Linked DNA regions of Gossypium hirsutum: region 2 is linked to region 1. A link is a contact called in public Hi-C data. All regions are on one chromosome and are shown on one strand. The core of a region is the stretch at or near the end of the contact, and the rest is flanking DNA. Distances in the headings are between cores, read along the strand shown. Region 1 has its middle 37 kb from the start of LOC107947587. Region 2 holds the start of LOC107946305 (non-specific lipid-transfer protein 4).

What was found. Hi-C and Micro-C count contacts between places; a contact is called where the count stands out from the background.
Region 2: a Hi-C map of leaf shows a contact between it and region 1, with 2.1 times the contacts expected there. The contact joins the promoter of LOC107946305 here to the enhancer-like site in region 1. A contact is called at or near these places in 9 of 34 Hi-C or Micro-C datasets (callus, hypocotyl, leaf and 1 more).

What each region holds. Positions count from the first base shown.
Region 1 is chrD12:49,047,459-49,053,749 of Gossypium_hirsutum_v2.1, reverse strand. No RefSeq gene overlaps it. Among protein-coding and RNA genes, the nearest start is that of LOC107947587, 37 kb to the left of the region's middle. Within about 2 kb of position 3,634, at least 3 of the 9 cell types and tissues checked have an H3K27ac peak or open chromatin away from gene starts, as enhancers often do. A contact at or near this core is called in hypocotyl and leaf, where this site is marked.
Region 2 is chrD12:49,104,662-49,111,069 of Gossypium_hirsutum_v2.1, reverse strand. It overlaps LOC107946305 (non-specific lipid-transfer protein 4), which reads right to left and starts at 3,110. Exons shown (of 2, transcript XM_016880567.2): 1 at 2,679-3,110; 2 at 900-1,150. The coding sequence starts at 3,027. The coding sequence ends at 1,134.

The DNA of each region.
Region 1 (6,291 bases), core at 2,385-4,884:
TCAAACATAAATGTCTAAAATGTAATATGAAACAAACAAAAGTGACTATTTTTATAATTTATCTTTTTTTATTTCATAATCTTAATGTATTTTTTTAATATTTTACTATATCTTAAATCTATTTGTAAAATCTAAAAACTTTTTTTCTTAAATTTTGTAGTACAAATAATTATGAGGAACAATTTGTTATGTGTACACATTGGTTTGGACAGGTGTAACGTGGCAAGTATGTGGTGTGTGTGTTGTGGGCTTGGCTTTTTGTTATCTCATCTCTCTTCTCCAACGTAGTCTTTGGGTTTCCATGACAAGATGGTGTGAAGGTAATTGCTGGCTCTCTGTGCTTTTGCCTCCTATATTTATCAAAAGTATGTTGATGATAGAAAGGCAAGGAGGTGACAGACCCATTTTCAGGAAGGCTCTTCATCTTCATGCCAATGTAAAAACCCCGACGGTCATGGATGCTCTTTATATAATTTTAATAATCGGTGGTGACTTCCTTAATTCTCTACCCGCATCACCTTTTTTTTTTTTTTTACTTCTATAAAAAATACAACCTTCATTCAAATTTTAATTTATTTTTAAATTCTTTATTAATAAATAATAGTTATAATAAAAATAAAATAACTCAATTCATAACCACTTTTTTTATAGAATAGAAAAATAAAAGTACCAAATATTGAGTTAATCTAATAGTTAAGTTTTTAACCATTGTTTTCATTGATTTAATTTTTCTATTCCAACTTAAGTAAAAATTATTCGATTCAAAAAATAAATTTTGAAAAAGAGCGAGACTCACTAGTTGAAATTTTATTTCAATTTAAGTTGTTCATGCATCAAGTCGGATTAAATTCTGGTCAAGTTTATGCACATTATTAATTGACAAAGTCCAACCTATACCTAAATATGAACTTCAAATTTTATTGAAACTTGTTCATATTTGTAAATAGTTAATCTACACTCATTTAGGCTCATTCATATTTTTTTATTTTTAAAGTATTACTTATTATATTTTTAATATTTATATTCTAGTATAATATATTTAATTCTTTATTTGCTATAAATTATATATATAAACTAAATGAAAAGTAACATAGTACAAACTTGAAAGCTAGTCAGACCATGTCGGACTTGTTTGAAGCGGTGACAATTTGATCATAGAAGGGAAAAATGTATGACCTTTTTATATAAGAGAGGTTCTTTTTTGGGTACAAATTTTGAAAATATAGGGCACTGTGTCCATGGAAATCAGACCTGTGTCAGTTTTGATTTTGCAATGTATAAGTCGAAGGCTAGAAGTCTTCCAGCTTCAAAATTCAAGCACAACTTCGACTTAGTTAATATTCTACATAGTTTGAGATAGGCCCATGGCGAGCTTTGGAAAAGAAGACATTATAGAAATATGAGTCAAGGTAGAGATTTGTGGAGTATGTCTTGCATTTCAGTCAAATTTAGGTACAAATAGAGAACAACGTCGTGATGAGAAGCCATGTGACATCATAACGACGAAAACAGAGGAGAAGTAGAAACGATGTCGCGACAATACGACAGGGGACATCGCGACGTGGAAACGTGGCATGCAATTTTCTCGATTTTCTTCTTCCAATTAAATTATGATTATTTGTCTTAGTCGAACTCTGATTAGTGCAGATTATTTTAATATTATTTGACCTACGAATTTAGTCTATAAATAGATACTTTTCTACCCTAGAAAGATTTAACCCATTACACATTTAGGTATTAGCTTTTAAGGAATTTTGTGTTTAAGTTTGGAGGGTTCTTATTTTCGGGTTTAGTTTTTATCTCCACCTTTCTACTCTTCGTTTTTGCCATTATAGTGAATTTATCTTTACTTGTGGTTTTTTATCCTCTTCGGAGGGATTTTTTCACGTAAAATATTTGTATTCAATCTTTTCAATTTCTTTGTTATTTTACTTGTTCGTTACTTAATCGGGTTTATCCCCAACAGTAAGGCTTACACGTTTTAATTGAAATTAATTATTTAATGGTGAAATTTACTCGTAATTTGATTGTAGTTACGCCGACAACAAATGTGACATTGTGTAACTCAAACCTGACGATCGAGTCGGATATCGATTTGTCACATTAATGGTGCTTGTTGACACTAAATAAATAAATTAAATTAAATTATTTTAAAATTAATAAAAAAATAAATTTAAAAAATTTCATAAAAGATATTTTTCAATAAAAATTCGATTCAAAGCAATGAAATTTTAAGATAAATATGTATATATTAAAATCGAATGGTATTGTTATTCCCGTCTTAGAATTTTAGAGGGGAGCCATGGAGGTGGCTCATCGTTTTTAGGCCTTGAATATATCAATGTAAGATGAAGGAATCGAGTAAAGGCCCATTGGACCCATCAGTGATTTTTCTAGGTTTAGCAATGGATGAAGTTTCTTTTGGAAGCTGCACTTGTTCAAGTTCTGGTCCTTTTCTTATTCCCCTTTCTTCAATTTTCTGTCTCTCCTTGATTTGGTGGTTTTAGACTTTTGATATAATGGTCATAAACATGTTTCATTGAAGAACATTATGGGTTTGTTTCCAGTTCTAGTGAAAATGTTGTATTGAAATTAATGTTCTGGAAATGTTGTCACTGGTTTAAAGTGATAAATGTAATATATTGATACAGAATCCAAGTTTATGTACTATACAACACAATACTCTTACTACTAAATCTAATGTATTAAGGATTAATATATGATACGCTATTAGTAAATAAGTCTCATGCACCGTTACTTAATAATTATAAGATAACACATCATTAATGGTGTAAAATAAAAAATATTGAAAGGCTTAACATTAACTTTATTTAAACATAATTAAATATAATTTATACTTCTTCTTTTTTTACTTTAAGTTTTAGATTTTGGATTTTGAATTTTCATTTTTGATTTTGGGTGCTTTTGTATTTATTTATGTTTAACAATTATAATTAATATTTATTTTTAACCAAATAAATTTATATTTGTTTTTAAAACCCTCACTATTTTTTGTTGTATACTAGTGATGGTATGATGGTTAAGAGTGTTCACCGCCTCAAGTGTAGTATGAATTTGAGTTGCGGTTGTCAAATGTTTTTTGATGTTTTTGAATAAAGCTAATATGATACACATATATCTAATATTTATAGAAATTTCACCTCAATCAAACGAGATATTTTTCAATAACATCTTTCAATGGATTATGTACTAAATATTTCACACTACATAAAATATTGAAAAAAAATAGTCGTATATTACAAGTCAAAAGATGCAAAACAAGTCTCAGTTGCTAAGATCAGCGACTTGTTGCACTAACAATAAGTATTAAGTTGTGGTAATTGAATTTAGCATGTGTGTAAAGATTCAAATGTAATTTTCTTTAAGTTACTTTTATCACAAAACAACAAGTGAGAAGAATTTCTAAATAAAATCTGACATTATTTTGCTTATTATTCAATTTGTTCTTGTGTGAGAACGTAGTTTCCTTTACGCAGGAGGAAAGTTGCATGGCAGTGGTGGATGGATGCTTCCTGGTGCGTGCATGAAAGCATGGGACATACATAACACAACCTTTTTCTAACTATTGTCATCATTGTTCCAAACCTTGTCTTGGTTTGACATTTAAGTACATCAATGGCTTTATTTGAGCTTTCCAAGAAGCTTCCTTTCCCTTTATTTCCCACGGTTTCTGAGTATATGATATATATTTGTCATTGTCACGTAAAAGCTCACTGTTTTAAGGGTTCTCCTATGATGGGGCCTCTTCTTTCGGCCTTGGGACTAGGTAAATCGTTTGGTAGGGTTTTGAAATTAATTAAGCAATTTAAATTGAAATTAACACTAAAAAGGCAAATCTAAGAGATGGAAAAGGATCTTCTTCCCCAAAGGAGTTCATTGGAATTAAAATGGATTTTGATTCCACCTCCATCTATTCGGTTAGCCCTTGAATTTGTACCTGAGGTTAGAGCTCAAGTTTGAATAACTAGAGCTATAAATATGAGATTTAATTACAAAATTCGAAGTGAATTCAGGTAAAGTTCTTCCAACAATGAGGACTCCAAAATTTAAATTAATTATTTAATTATAAATATATATGGGTGGAGAGCGGAATTATGCAACAAATATATTTATAAAAAATTAATATAAAAATAAATGTAGTTTTAATTGGAAAATTTATTTCTCTAACTTTTTAATATAAAAGATGTAAAAGGACAAAAACACCCTAAAATAGTTTATTTCACTTTGTAAAATAATGATATTTTAGTCATTACCTAATTGAATTTGTGTCACAAGTTGGTGCTCAATTGATTTGTGACATTAACTCGATTGATAACTTAATATATAATTCCATACACACTTAGGTCATATGTTATTTGAACTCTATAATTTTTTAAATTAGTCATATGTTGAACAGCAACATAAATTAGTATTTGTCTTAATCAGGCTAAACAAAATGCCATCAGAAGTTATAAGCGTTAAAAACAAGTAAGGATGTGGAAAGGACCACAAGACAAAGGAATAAAAATAAGAAGAAAAACAAAACATCTCCAATATTCATATTTTTTTGTATAGTTGCTCAATCAAATTATATGCCCAAACTTAATTCAGTTCATCCATGGATGGCATCTAATAAATATTCTGATTTGCGTCTCCACATTATTTTGCAATATCTTTCCTTATCCACAAACTGCAACCTCAACTGTTGTATTAAATCATGTCTTCGTCTTGCAAATTAGTTAGCGAAAGTTTTAAGATTAATAAATTGAAATTTTTAGTTATCATCCTTTTTTATTTATTTATTATATTTTTACCTTAATTTAGACACATGGCAATATGAGAAGCAATTTAGAAGGCATCTATGAATGGTCTTCTATTTTGTACCATTTGTAGTGATCACCCGGTTGGTCAATAACCTGCCACCCGCATACCTCTCATCATTTGCATACCTCATGCCACCCAAATGAGGGATATCCGTTTTCAGCCACTTGATACAGATTGTCCATAAGAACCACCAAAGGACCATTGGCACATAACTATTTATATAATTAATATTTTAATGATTCCACTGTTATATTTTACGATCTATTCATGTAGATCATGCATATCCAATTTAATATAAATTTAAAACTTCTAACTATTTGTTTTATGTAAAAAAAATTAATCGTTGAATATATATTAACATATAGAGTATTTTAGATCGATATGATATATATATCAAATTAGTTCGAAAGTTTACTGACAATTACAATTATATCAATAAATTCAATAATTGAATCATTAAAACTACTATGATATGTATCCCTCGTTATAAAGTTTATATGTTTGGAGATTCAGACCTAAATTCATATTACATCAATTGATTGCATGTTTACTCCAATTTGGAGAAATTTAAAGGGTGTGGTTTTACGGCGCTTAATGGGCTTTTGCCTTGGATGCTCTTTTCATAGTTCAAGCTTCCATAAAAGAAGGTCCAATTTGGTTTTAATTTTGAAAATATTACTTCTTCTTTTTTCTGATTAAAGTTTTAATATTGAAAATATTCACATGTTGTATTGAGTTAAAAAATAGTACATTTATCTCATTATATTAGGCTCTACAGAAATAAAGAAATCGAACTACATAAATAATTATCGTATGTTTTATTTTTCTGTTACTTATCATAATATCATCCGAAATGCCCACTTTCACTATCTATATTAAATCACCACTTACACACCCTATTTTTCTTAAGTATGGAATGTAGGTTCCAACATTCTGTATTATATTGTTTGTATGTTGTTGATTTACGAATTTATAAACTGGAAATGTTTTTTAACTTAATATTGTATATATTGTAAATTGGAATGATTTCAACGTAATTATGATGCACAATAATTTTGTTGCTTGTTTATTGAAGTAGTGTCAATTTTATGTATGATTAGTTGTATAATAAGACTTACGTGTAGTTATGAAATTGTAATTACGATTCATTTTGGATTTGTAATACAAAATCTATAGTTTATTTTGTAAACATATACTAAATATTTAGACAATTTACTTCAGTAGCTAATCCCGTAAAAGAATCAAAGTGAGCGTTTTATTGAAATATTGCGAAGGATTATTATATCGTCTACAGTTCCAAATGGGGAGATGGCTAGTCTTGGCTATCGGAGCAGTTGACTCCATGAGTAGAGACATAGATGTATTCATTGGTAGAATGATATATTGGACTAGACCCAAGATGAATTAATCCTGATCCCGTTTGTGAATTAATTCACTTGTACATTCATGATGTGATTTACCTAAATC
Region 2 (6,408 bases), core at 1,861-4,360, 58 kb before region 1:
TCACTCACTGTCAGACTAATAAGATATCTAAACATGATTACATCCACAGCAGGAGAGTATGTATTTTCATAATCAATGTCGGGCGTTTGCGAAAATCAATTTGCTACAAGTCATGCTGTATATCTTAAAACTTCATTTTTCTCATTTTGTTTTCACACAAATACTCATTTATATCCTGCTAGCTTTATATCTTTATATGTTTGGACTAGGGGTCCAAAAATCTCACGTTTAGCGAGTGACTTCATTTCTACTTAAATTGCACCTTTTCAATTTGACCAATCTTTTCTATTTTTAGATTCCTTAATAGATTTAGGCTCAATGTCTTCATTTTCTTTTGCTATTTCAATAGAAATATTATAAGTAAGAACATTGTCAACAAAATTTTCATTTCGATTCCATATTTTCTTGTATTGACGTAACTTATTTAGATCTCTTTATTTTCATCATGTTCAGTTCCAGGTACTTGAATTTTTTCTTGAGTTTTATAATAAGTTATGTCTCAAGTCTCTTCAAGAGCACCCACCTCCACACTATATCATGCTTCAAGCATGCATTACTTTCATTTACTTTAACAAGTTGTCCTATTGGGACTTCAATTCAAATAAAAACATTAGCCGGTATATAACACTTGGTTATTTTAATCGCGCATTGTAGGACGCATTTTTTTTTCCTTAAAAAACAACATAAATCGATAAATTTTCAACAAGAAAAAAAAAAGGACTAATTTCTGAATTGATTTTTTTTCAGCGTTTTTAGATAAATTAGCTTTGAATTGTAAAAGAATTTGTGTAAGGCCTGGTTGAGATGGGTCAAACTTTTTGAGTCAGATAAATAGCTTGGGCTTTGGACAGTTTTGTCTAAGTCAGGAACATTAATAGATATCAAATACAAATCGGTAGTGAGAGAGAAAGAGAAATTATTTTTGAAATAATACTAACATAATGGAAAGTGAGCATAAAAATAGCATTTGCTCAATTAAGATGATAATGTAACTTAGCTGCTGAAGATTACATTAAAAAAGACATAAACAATTGCTTTGGAAGGATGAATCAGCAATGACCATGCAAATGCAATGCTGCACTTGTTTATTTATTAGCTCTCTCTTCTCTTCTTGTATAAGGTATTAGTTTGTCTCATGGGACTGTGTAGCCTGCAAAATCCCACAAAAACTGTATTTGTTAGCCTTAAGATTCAGTTTCCTTGGTAGCTCATCGAGTAAAACAACTGAGGAAGAAAGCTTGATTTAATTTTTTTCATTTCTTAAACATCTATTAAGGCTTAGTTTATTTCAGAGTTTAATTGATATTAATAATGCATTAGTTACATTTTTCTTTCGGTTGAATTGTTATAATGGCCTCTGACCTTTATTACTTTTCTTAAATAAGCCCATATAAGCTATTATATTAAATAAAATATTTATTTAGAGTAAGGTTTAGTTTAAATACGCATCAAATTATTTTGGGCATCCTTCATGTCCATTTTTCTGTTTATGTCTAGGATCCAGACCGTTTGTTCCCCAACAATTATTGGGTGCAATAGTAAATAACATTATTATACGAGTCTAATAAAAGTGTACAAACTTTAATAAAATTATAAAGTTTGAGGGTTTTTTATTCATTTTTCTTAATACTAGATTATGTCACAGTTATGTAAAATCTATATTTATAAAAGTATTATGTAAGAAATGAGACTTAATTGAAATGACAAAGTTGAAGTTTTAGAGATCTCCATCTAACCACATGTGTAAATTCTTTTAGATTTTATATAATTTTTTTTAAAAAGTATAGATATAAATAGCTTAATGAACTAGGGAGGTCTCTATAATATAGGAATTAGATTAAATTAGTCCCTCTATTATTAAATGAATAAATTTAGTCCTTATAATGTTAAAAAGAATTAAATAAGTCCAAATTACAACACAATTAACATTACTGTATAAAAAATATCTTGAATATTATCTTTCAATTGCAGATCAATTTATACAAAAAAATATTTACATAACCTTAAAAATTTTATAAACATTAACTCTGTCAAACAGTAAGTGATATTTTTCAATCAGGAAATGTTAGCTCTATTCCAATTTGGCCTTATTTGATTTTCTTTTAATAGTACATGGATTAAATTGATCTATTTAATAGTAGAAAGACTATTTTGATCAAGTCCCTATTATAGAAGGACCTCTTAGGTACATTCACCAATATAAATAAGACGTTAATCAGTGTCAGTGGGTATGGGTAATGGTGTCAAGCCCACTCATTTTAGGGTCCGTTCTTCAACCCGGCTGAGATGAGCTTTTAGTTAAAAAAGCACTTTTCATTAAAAAGTAAAGGAGAACGCATTTCATTTTAGAGCAAAATGACAGCTTCTTAAAAGGACTTTTGGGCAGATGAGAAGTAGATTTTAGTCTACGGAGTTTTGCTTTAGAGGGATTAGAAGGCTTATGCAAATACCTTAGAGGCTTAAGCTCGGAATCCCACCACAAAGTCACAAAGATCCCCATCATCTCTCTTTACCCCAAATGCATTATAAATTTATTTAAAACTCAAAAATTAGTTAAATTGATTCATAACGTAAAAATCAAATGCAATTCAAATATCAATATTTTCAACTTTGTCTCGATCTTGTTTACCTAAATTAAAGATAAAAGTTAAAAAGACCAAAAGAGGAGGGCTACTTACTTCCACATTTTTTTCCAGCTTGCCTGTTCCTAATGTTACATCTTTTAGGAATGCCAATGGCAATCCCAGGCTTGATTCCAGCCTGCTTTGCCAATGGTGATAATAAAATAGCACAAAGGCACCTCGGAGAAGCCTTAAGTAAGGCACCAACCTTGGAGCAGCAAGCAGGCGGAACTTTTGCCTTTGCGTTCCCAGCCGCTCCTAAGCATGGGCTTAAACTTACCGCAGCAGACCTAATTGGAGTCTGTCCACACTCCCCAGCTGCTTCAACATCCTTAATGAACACCATGCAACTTATATCAAACACAACCAGTGCAACAAGGAAATAAGCTTTCAAGCTAAAACCCATCTCTGCTAAACAAACTTTTCAACACCCAATTTGCAGAAAATTCAAACAATGAATGCCTAATACATACCAACGTTGCAACATATATAATACTAAAAAAAAGGACTGTGGGGTGGTGGGATTTGGGTTTTAGTGGGTTGGTTGTGGTAGATTGTGGAAGACAATCTTGCGGATTCATCATCATCATCGTTTTCCTCCTTAGTTTATTCAAAATGTAATTATTTTTTAACCAATTTTAAATGCTTCCACTATATAAAAGGATTGCCGATCGATTGCTAATTTTCATAGATTCTGGTTCATTATAAGAATGTTCTTCCCTTCTTTATATTGCCTTAGGGTAGGTGGCATGAAAAATTAGTGTGAACATGGAGACTTTGGCGTCATTCAATAATTTGATCCACTATTGTATATGTTAGTGGTGCCCATCGATCAAGTGAGCCAAGGGTAATAATTTCCTTCTAGTCTTTATTACATCCAATCTCACCTTCACGAATATTTCAGGGCAGCAGAGCTAATATTTAGTAATTTGGATTTAAATTTTAAAAATAGTATAAATTGAGTGGTAAATTATTCTAAAATATAATGTTTATTATTATTTTTTAAATTTATGAATTTATTAAAATAATGATTTAAAAATCTTAAAATATTTTTTGATTTAACAAATTCATATATATATTTTTAATATTTATTAGATTCAATCTCAACAAATTTATTCATTACATTCTTACCATTTACAAAATAATTGAAATCTAAATTTTCAAACAGACCATAACTAAATTCATTGATTAAGTTATGGTTAATAAATTGTAATAAGCCCCATTTCAAAAGAACTTTTCAATCTTAAAAAGAATGAACAACATTTCGCTTTAGTTAAAAGTACTATTTGAAAGTGTTTTTCTACTTAAACGCAAAAATTGAGATTTAAGTGATTCTGGTTTTTGGTTTTTGCTAATTGAGTTTTAGTTTAAGTAGTATCATTGAGTAAGAGGATGTTGATTTAAGCGCACTTAAATACGCTTTATACTTCTATTTAAAAGTTGAGAAGGGATTATTAGTAGCTCTAGGTTTTGTATAAAAAATTTACTTTTGGCTTTTGACTTTTGCATTTTGAAGTGGAATTATCAAAATACCCTTATTTATCCTAATATTTAAAATGTATATAAAATTTTAGATTTTTTATATTTTATGTATCATTGTATTAAATTATGGATAAACTACACCAAAAGCCACTAAACTACTAGTATGTTTACGTCTTGATCATTCAACTTTAAAGAGTTACAAAATGATCACTGAACTATTCTAAAGTTTTCATCTAAATCATCGAGTTGTTAAAATCATTGTTGTATGACATTTTCTATTTGCACCACCTGTGATAAAGAATGATGTGGATGAATGTGGAAGCGGATCGTAAAGTTTGTCAAAGTCGCAAATTTGACTTAGGGCTCTAGATGTTTAGAAAGAAACTTAGATTTTGACACAACCTGAAACGAAATTGAATCCAAAACAGACAAAACAATTAAAATAAATACCTAAAATAAAATAATAAATTAAAATTTAGAATAATAAGGAAGTGAATAAAGAAGATAAATGGAAAGATAGAACGTGGCATGTGGAAGTCCTAAGAAGCCTTGGAAACACTAAGAATCCATGGCCCCCTTCAAGCGGCTTTAATTTCCCTTCCAAGATAGAAAACTTGGTAAGAAAAAGTTTGAAGATGATCCCCACAATCTAAAAAGATTGTTAAAACTCTTCTAAAAGAACCTCAAGAGAAATTCTTAAGAAAAGAAAACTCAAAGAGAATTTATAAACTCAAAAAAGAAGTTGAATAATAATGAATTGTATGAATTGTGTACAATGCAAAAGCCTATATATAAGCTAGTTAAATAAATCTAAATAAAACTCTTAAATATACTAGAACTCTAATTTAATCTAAACAAGAAGTAGTTTTAAACTAAACTTTTTTGTTAACATAAAACTCCTAAATAACTTAAAATACTTCATAATTATAAGAAATTTGAAATAAAATAATAAAATAATAATAAGAACTAATAAATATAATATTGAGCTCATATATAATAAAAATTAAGCCTAAAATTCAAACCCAATATGATTTAAACTCGAATCAAAAGCCTGAAATTTGTAATTCCCGTCATAATCTTGTTTAGAAATTCTACTCGCGCAGCATTCACTAAAACGGTCATAATTTGAGCTCTCGAACTCAAAATCAAGTGATTCAAAATGCGTTTCGAAGCTAAAAGATAGATCTTCAAACGCCATGAGACATCTTAACCCAAAAATGTCAGGATCCCATCCAAAAAGTCATCGCAAGTCTGCTAATTTCCTAAGCCTGAAATTTGGCAGCTTTAGTGATTGAAATTTAATAAATTTCACCCCATCCGTGCATGTATCATTCTCCCTTTCCTGAAAAAGATTCGTCCTCGAATCTTGTTTTTGATCGAATCCTGATTTGATTTGCTTAACCTTTGACATTGTTGTTAGGCCTTCAGGTAGTGTGAACCTATCATATTCATGGGTCTGAAATTGTGACTTGAGACTCACATCATTCCCCCCGTCCTAAAAAAGATGTGTCCTCAAATCTTTAGCTGCATAGAAAGAAAAGGGATTAGAATAAATAAAATAAATAAAATACTTACCTAAGCTTTCTTGTGCGCCAAAACTATCTCCAGAATCAAAGATATGATTTTGATATCCCAAATCAGCATGGATCAAGTATCTCTTCTTTAAAAACAAACCATCAACACTAGACAAAGAAATATTAGGCACATGAGTGTTCAAGTAAAAAATAACTTGTAACTTACTTTTAATATGCATGGTCATCCATAAGAATTTCCAACAATGAGTCAAGAATTTTACATAATTATAAAAATCAAAATGAATTTTTACATAATAAATCTAAATAAAACTCTTAAGTATACTAGAACTCTAATTTAATCTAAACAAGAAATAGTTTTAAACTAAACTTTCTTATTAACATAAAACTCCTAAATAACTTAAAATACTTTATAATTATAAAAAATTCGTAATAAAAATTAAGCCTAAAATCTGAACCCAATATGATTTAAACTCGAATTAAAAGCCCGAAATTTGTAATTCCCATCATAATCCCGTTCAGAAATTCTGCTCGTGCAGTCTTCACTTAAACGGTCATAACTTGAGTTCTTGAACTCAAAATCGAGTGATTCAAAATGCGTTTCGGATCTAAGAGATAGATATTCAAACTCCATGCAGTCATCTCAACCCAGAAATGCCAAGATCCCATCCAAAAAGTCGTCGCAAGTTTGCTGATTTCTCAAGCCTGAAAATTGGCAGCTTTGGTGATTGGAATTTAATAAATTTCACCCCCATCCATGCATGTATCAACCT